Linked DNA regions of Mus musculus: region 2 is linked to region 1. A link is a contact called in public HiChIP or PLAC-seq data. All regions are on one chromosome and are shown on one strand. Each heading gives the region's core, a stretch centred on a gene start, on an enhancer-like site or on the middle of the called end of the contact. The rest is flanking DNA. Distances are from core to core; before and after follow the strand shown. Region 1 holds the start of Cdpf1 (cysteine rich, DPF motif domain containing 1). Region 2 holds the start of Celsr1 (cadherin, EGF LAG seven-pass G-type receptor 1).

The links. HiChIP or PLAC-seq counts read pairs in DNA pulled down with a chosen protein or histone mark.
Region 2: an HNF4G HiChIP or PLAC-seq map of pancreatic cancer cells shows a contact between it and region 1. The contact joins the promoter of Celsr1 here to the promoter of Cdpf1 in region 1. A contact is called at or near these places in 7 of 39 promoter capture datasets (the 3T3-L1 cell line, the C10 cell line, cranial neural crest and 4 more), 5 of 484 Hi-C or Micro-C datasets (CD4 T cells, Th1 cells, embryonic stem cells and 2 more), 4 of 115 datasets of contacts at active chromatin or transcription factors (embryonic stem cells, extraembryonic endoderm stem cells and pancreatic cancer cells) and 3 of 9 other capture datasets (adipose tissue, liver and pancreatic islet).

Annotation. Positions count from the first base shown.
Region 1 is chr15:85,810,018-85,813,103 of GRCm38.p6, reverse strand. Cdpf1 (cysteine rich, DPF motif domain containing 1) reads left to right here and starts at 1,407. Exons shown (of 5, transcript NM_197998.2): 1 at 1,407-1,465; 2 at 2,056-2,202.
Region 2 is chr15:86,032,232-86,035,317 of GRCm38.p6, reverse strand. Celsr1 (cadherin, EGF LAG seven-pass G-type receptor 1) reads left to right here and starts at 1,541. Exons shown (of 35, transcript NM_009886.2): 1 at 1,541-3,086. The coding sequence starts at 1,548. Gm34764 (a long non-coding RNA gene) reads right to left here and starts at 1,065. Exons shown (of 3, transcript XR_384307.4): 1 at 751-1,065.

The sequences.
Region 1 (3,086 bases), core at 158-2,657:
ATCTAAAAGAAAGGAAGAGAGAAAGGAAGGAAGAAAGAGAGAAAGAGAGAGAGAAAGAAAGAAAGAAAGAAAGAAAGAAAGAAAGAAGAAAAGAAAAGAAAGCCCACACCGTTAAAGGCAGGCTATGTCCCTATGAGTTGCTAGCTAAGAAAACCCTTTAAGTCCCAGAAACTAGAAAGGCAATTTCCACTATTGTTGTCTGCATGCCAAAATTAAATGAAAATACTTATATATTGCAGGATATGGAGAAGTCAGGCTAAAACTGCTGAGGGAGTCCAGGCTGCTGAGGGAGAATTATTGCCAAGGATCCTACTTAGTTATGGATTCTATTATGTCACTGTGCCAGGCAAAGTATGTCTCCTGGTGCAATAGTGGTAAGCCAGTACTGATGTTGACAACACTTTCTGGTTGGATTTGAGGCTTCACAGGAGGGAACCTATGTTTGGCCTTATAAACCTGTGCAAAAACTTGTGGCTGGTGGTCATAGGCTCCAGTGGGGACAGTACTGTAATTGTTTTGTTAAATGAACAGACATTCCTTCTAAATACTTGTATTTCTTACCCATAGATTACTGCTGCTATCTGCCTCAGGTGTGGAGGAAATTTCATCTTGACAAACTGTGGTAGTTACTGAGGAGACTCAAAACCAGTTAAATAACTGTGAACCAATGCCTACCCCCATGGCATAGTGGTCCAATGCCCAGCCAGAATGTAAGAAAAGAATTAGATTTCTATGTAACTCCTTCCAAGGTTCAGGGAACATTAGCCAGGAGGGGTAAATAAGAGTCACAAGAAGAAGTTAAGTGTTATATAGGCTTTTCTTGTAGATGGAAACATTCCCTCCTGGAGGCAGATCAGGACGTACAAGAATCAGAAAGCTCACTAAACTTAACTAAGTTAAGAATATCCATAAAGCCCCTTTCCCAAAACCGTGAGCAACTGCTGCAGGAGATAGGTGGAACTACTTCCAAATCGTGCAAAGTCCCAGAGACAGCTCGTAGGCCATCACTCCCACTGGGTAGACTTTTCAACGTTGCAGTTGCCTGAGTCCCTTCTCCCAGAAAATAACCCCAGTACATTCATTGGTGCACCAGGCAAGATTTAGGTAGAATATGTTTTTTTTTTCTGAAGCCCAGAGAGCTCTCCAGCCGCGACCCACAATCACTATAAGCTAGCAGCGGAAACGGAAGCGACAGTAAAGCTCTACCCCGGCAAGGACGCTCTTTTGGCTTTTCTTGCTTAAGGAGGCTGGGACAGAGTGGAGTTGCTTAGGCGCCATGAGGCAAACCGGGGGAAACCGGTAGTGTGGCGGAGCTTCAGCGGGTGATGAGATTGGGCTGCACAAATGCCATGGATCGAGGGCGGAGCCTCAGAGGAGCTAGGGCGGAGCCGCGCAGGCGCAGTGAGGCGGAACTAGTACTGTGGGCGGGCCACGCAGGCGCTCTGGGGGTCCCGGAGGGGAGGTGGTGAGTTTGCGGGGCAGTGTGCTGCAGGAACGCGCGTGGCTAGCTGGAAATGTCCCCTCTGTGTTCCGGCTCGCTGGATCTGTCCTCGGTGCCTCTGGAAGCCGAGGGGTGGGGGTGGGGGAGGCGTTAGACACCCAGCACGGGGAGGGCTGTGCGCGGGTGGCTCGGACCGTGGTGTATATGGTCGCCAGGCGGAGCCCTGTTGACCTGGGGAGACTCAGAGCGGGAGGAGGAGGCTCTGGCGGAGTCCCACTATCCTGGGACTGTCTCCTGACTGTCACCTGCTGCAAGGGCAGCGCGCCCAGCAGCCTCGGCGAGGGCCTGTGACGTGCGAATTAAGATACCACTAGCTAGGTTCGCGCACACCCAAAATAGAATTTCCGTTTTAGACGTCAGTCGGGACATCTGTCAGTTTCCAAGGCGCACATATGCTCCTTTCTGGCTCCAAAGCTCGGTTCTGTAGGACGCAAAGGGTTAGAGGCGGGCGCGCAGCTGGGGCTGGAGCTGGGGATGGGAACTTTGAAAGGCTAGTAGGAATTCCGATACAGCTCGATACAAATCCAAGAATCGCGTTTTCTCGAACTCATCAGACAGCTGCTGTTGCCATCAGACCACTGACCCAGCAATTTACGGAGAGGCGGGGCCTCCAAGGCCTTGAATATAGAAGTGCCATCAAACAGTTAAGAATGCAGCCTTATCAAGTGGACTAGGATACACCTCCCCACCCCAACCTCCTGGTGAGCCAATAGAAACACCCACCGTGGGCTTTTTTCCAGCATGCCCTGGGTGCTGATGGGTAAGACGAAGGACAGAACTGAAGTCTTTATAACTTTCCTGTAAACTGACCTGGGAAAGGCTGTGATTGCTGTATAAATTCATCTGCCTGGATCTTTCAAGGGGACCAAAGTTTCAGACTAACTTTGGTAGGGCAGGAAAGTATGCTCTATGGCAAGAGCAGATTCTTGCGTCCAGTGAAGGGAGGCGGCAGGAGGCACGTGAATCTGTCCTTAAATAGTATCAGAGAGGCCAGTACACCTAAGCACAAGTAAATGCGTAGCCAGTGTAGCAGAAGAACAGGAAAGGCAAACCCACTTCACTTACTGGGTTGATTCAGCACCAAGCAGCACAAGCCAAGCATACGTGTCCACAATGCTGCCTTTACCTTTACCACCTTACCAACAAACCCCAGTTTATAACTCAGATTGAGACCACAAGGAAGAGCAAAGAAACAGCTTTGCTGCCAAGGACCAAAATAGGCACAGAGCCACACACAGTGGAGATGTTAGATAGACCTATCAGATGGGGGGCGTTTAAAGCAAGCACAGTTAAGATGTTGAATGTGCTAGTGGAGAAGATGTATATACCATGCATATATGGATGGTGATTTCAGCAGATAAATAGTAGTGGGAAAAACAGGAAGAATGCCTTCAAGGGGCCTGCCAGCTGATGTGACTGAAGCCACTGAACTTGAAGGTAGTCTATAGAAATTATCCAAAATGGGGCTGGTGAGATGGTCTGACAGGTAGAGGTGACTGCTGCCAAGCCTGACCTGAATTTGATCTCAGATCCCACACGGTGAAAGGTGAGAACTGACTCCACGTTGGTAGTGTGGCACATTGCA
Region 2 (3,086 bases), core at 292-2,791, 220 kb before region 1:
TGTCCTATTGTCCTATTGTCATCCTGCTGGGCCCTGACTGCCTAGAAAACCCAACTCTGATGGTGATCAAGCAGCCTTCAGGGTCCCACTCCTCCAACTGATCCCAGGAGAAATCTTTCAAAGGCAAGAGGCCTGCCCAGTGTGTCCATGCGTGACTGAGGCTGCAGTGGGCTTGGGCCCCTTTCAAGGAGGTGGGGAAAATGTTGCAAAGGTCCGCCTCTCCCCTCCCTAGTTCGGAAGCACCGCCTTTAAGGTGTGCTCCTTTGGAATCTAGGCTCGGTCTTGCGGCTCTGAAGCCACGCCCCACCCTTTCACGCAGGGCGAGAGTGATTCTCCAGCCCCCTTCTGGTTTTCCCCAGGTTCTCACGGATCCTGCCCCCTCAGTGTTTGCTTGTCCCCTGATGGGCAGTAACTAGGGGTTTGGTGACAGACGGTCTCCTCCACCAATGTTCAGGCCCCACAGCATGTTCTGGGGAACAAGGCCCCTCCCACTGTCACCTCCAAACTACATTATTTTTCTTTCCAATTTAAATGTTGCACTTTAAACAAAGTGGAACCCGAATCCGGTTAACTGCCCATGAGATTTCAAAATCCAAGGAACTCCTTGGAGTTAAGCATTTGAGCTCCCGCGAGGCTGGAGTCTAACAGTCTCCCAGTCCCCTGCCACCGCCACGACTCTACCGAAGTTTTCTAGCACCTCTGTATCTTGGAACTCTAGATCTAACTCTCTCGACGCCAGGGGTGGCTTACTCATAGATCTGCACTATCAGGTGCAATGCGAGGATTGAACAGCACTCGGCCCAGAGGAAACTGTACGAGGGACTCTTTAGCAGCCGCGGCCCGGGACTCTAGAGCAGTAGTTGAGCGCCACGCTCCCAGGGCCCGGTCCTCTGCGGATGTTGGGTGCCAAGACCGAAAGGGAAGGGGCTGGAGGCCAGGCCCCGCTAGGGCCGCGCCCCCACGTCTCCATGGAGATCATCGGGGCGCGCACCTCCTGGCTGGCTCCCTCCCCATCATCCTCCCCCTCCCAGGGCTGAACAATGAGCCACTGGGAGGGGGCGGGGCGGGGCCGGGGGCGGGGAGAGAGAGAGAGTGGCGGGGGCGCTGGCAAAGCACACCGCCTAGCCAGCAATCCGTCGCCAGGGTCTGCGGGCGGTGTGGTGATCGCAGCCCCCGCCCCGCCCCGGGCCCGCCCAGCTTCCCACGCCCGCCCAGCAGAGTCGGTGCTGGGGCCACCTGGAGCCGCCTGGAGCCGGCGCTGCTGCAGGTTGATGCGCGGCGCCCTCCCGGGACGCACGGAGGAGCCATCTTGAAACCAACTTGGCAAACTTTCGCAAAGTGCTCTCGAAGTGGAAGCTGAGCGGGAGGCCGGGCGCGCGGCCCCCGGTGTCCTCGCCAGGGCCCCCGGGGAGGCAGAGCGCGGGCCGCCCCGAGGGCCCGGCGCTGGGCGCGCGGGAGCCGCCCCCCGGCCGCGCCGGGTGGATGCGGAGGTGCGCCGGGTGCATGGATTGTGCTCCGGCGCCCGGCTCGGGCTGCGGCTCCGGGCCATGGCGCCGTCATCGCCGCGCGTGCTGCCCGCGCTGGTGTTGCTGGCCGCCGCCGCCCTGCCAGCCCTGGAGTTGGGAGCAGCCGCTTGGGAGCTGCGGGTGCCTGGCGGGGCCCGCGCCTTCGCTCTCGGACCCGGCTGGAGCTACAGGTTGGACACCACGCGCACGCCTCGGGAGCTGCTGGACGTGAGCCGCGAGGGGCCAGCAGCCGGTCGGAGGCTTGGGCTTGGCGCGGGGACTCTGGGCTGTGCCCGCTTGGCCGGGAGGCTGCTGCCGCTGCAGGTCCGGCTGGTCGCCCGCGGCGCCCCGACGGCCCCGAGCTTGGTACTAAGGGCACGCGCCTATGGTGCCCGCTGTGGGGTCCGGCTGTTGCGCCGCTCGGCCCGCGGTGCAGAGCTGCGCTCTCCGGCCGTCCGCTCAGTTCCTGGACTTGGAGATGCGCTCTGCTTCCCGGCCGCAGGCGGCGGCGCAGCCTCGCTGACTTCGGTGCTTGAGGCCATCACCAACTTCCCCGCCTGCAGCTGCCCGCCGGTCGCCGGGACCGGCTGCAGGCGCGGACCCATTTGCCTGCGGCCAGGAGGTTCAGCTGAGCTGCGTCTGGTGTGCGCCCTGGGACGCGCGGCAGGCGCCGTTTGGGTAGAGCTGGTAATAGAGGCGACCTCTGGGACGCCCTCAGAGTCGCCCTCGGTGTCGCCATCGTTGCTTAACCTGTCCCAACCTCGGGCGGGGGTGGTGCGACGGTCTAGGCGGGGCACGGGCAGCAGCACGAGCCCGCAGTTCCCGCTGCCCAGCTACCAGGTGTCAGTGCCTGAGAATGAGCCTGCGGGCACTGCGGTCATCGAACTGCGCGCGCACGACCCAGACGAAGGCGATGCAGGACGCCTTAGCTACCAGATGGAGGCGCTGTTCGATGAGCGCTCTAATGGCTACTTCCTCATCGATGCCGCCACGGGTGCAGTGACCACAGCCCGCTCCCTGGACCGGGAGACCAAGGACACTCATGTACTCAAAGTTAGTGCTGTGGACCACGGCTCCCCGAGGCGCTCAGCTGCCACCTACCTCACCGTAACTGTCAGTGACACTAACGACCACAGCCCAGTCTTTGAGCAGTCTGAGTATCGAGAGCGAATTCGAGAAAACCTGGAGGTGGGCTATGAGGTTCTGACCATCCGTGCCACCGACGGGGATGCCCCTTCCAACGCAAACATGCGCTATCGTCTGCTGGAGGGCGCAGGTGGTGTCTTTGAGATAGACGCACGATCAGGTGTCGTGCGCACACGGGCTGTGGTGGACCGTGAGGAGGCGGCTGAGTACCAGCTGCTGGTGGAGGCCAATGACCAGGGTCGCAATCCAGGCCCACTCAGTGCCTCAGCCACCGTCCACATAGTGGTAGAAGACGAGAATGACAACTACCCCCAGTTCAGTGAGAAGCGCTATGTGGTTCAAGTCCCAGAAGACGTAGCCGTCAACACGGCTGTGCTTCGAGTCCAGGCCACTGACCGGGACCAGGGGCAGAATGCAGCCATACACTACAGCATC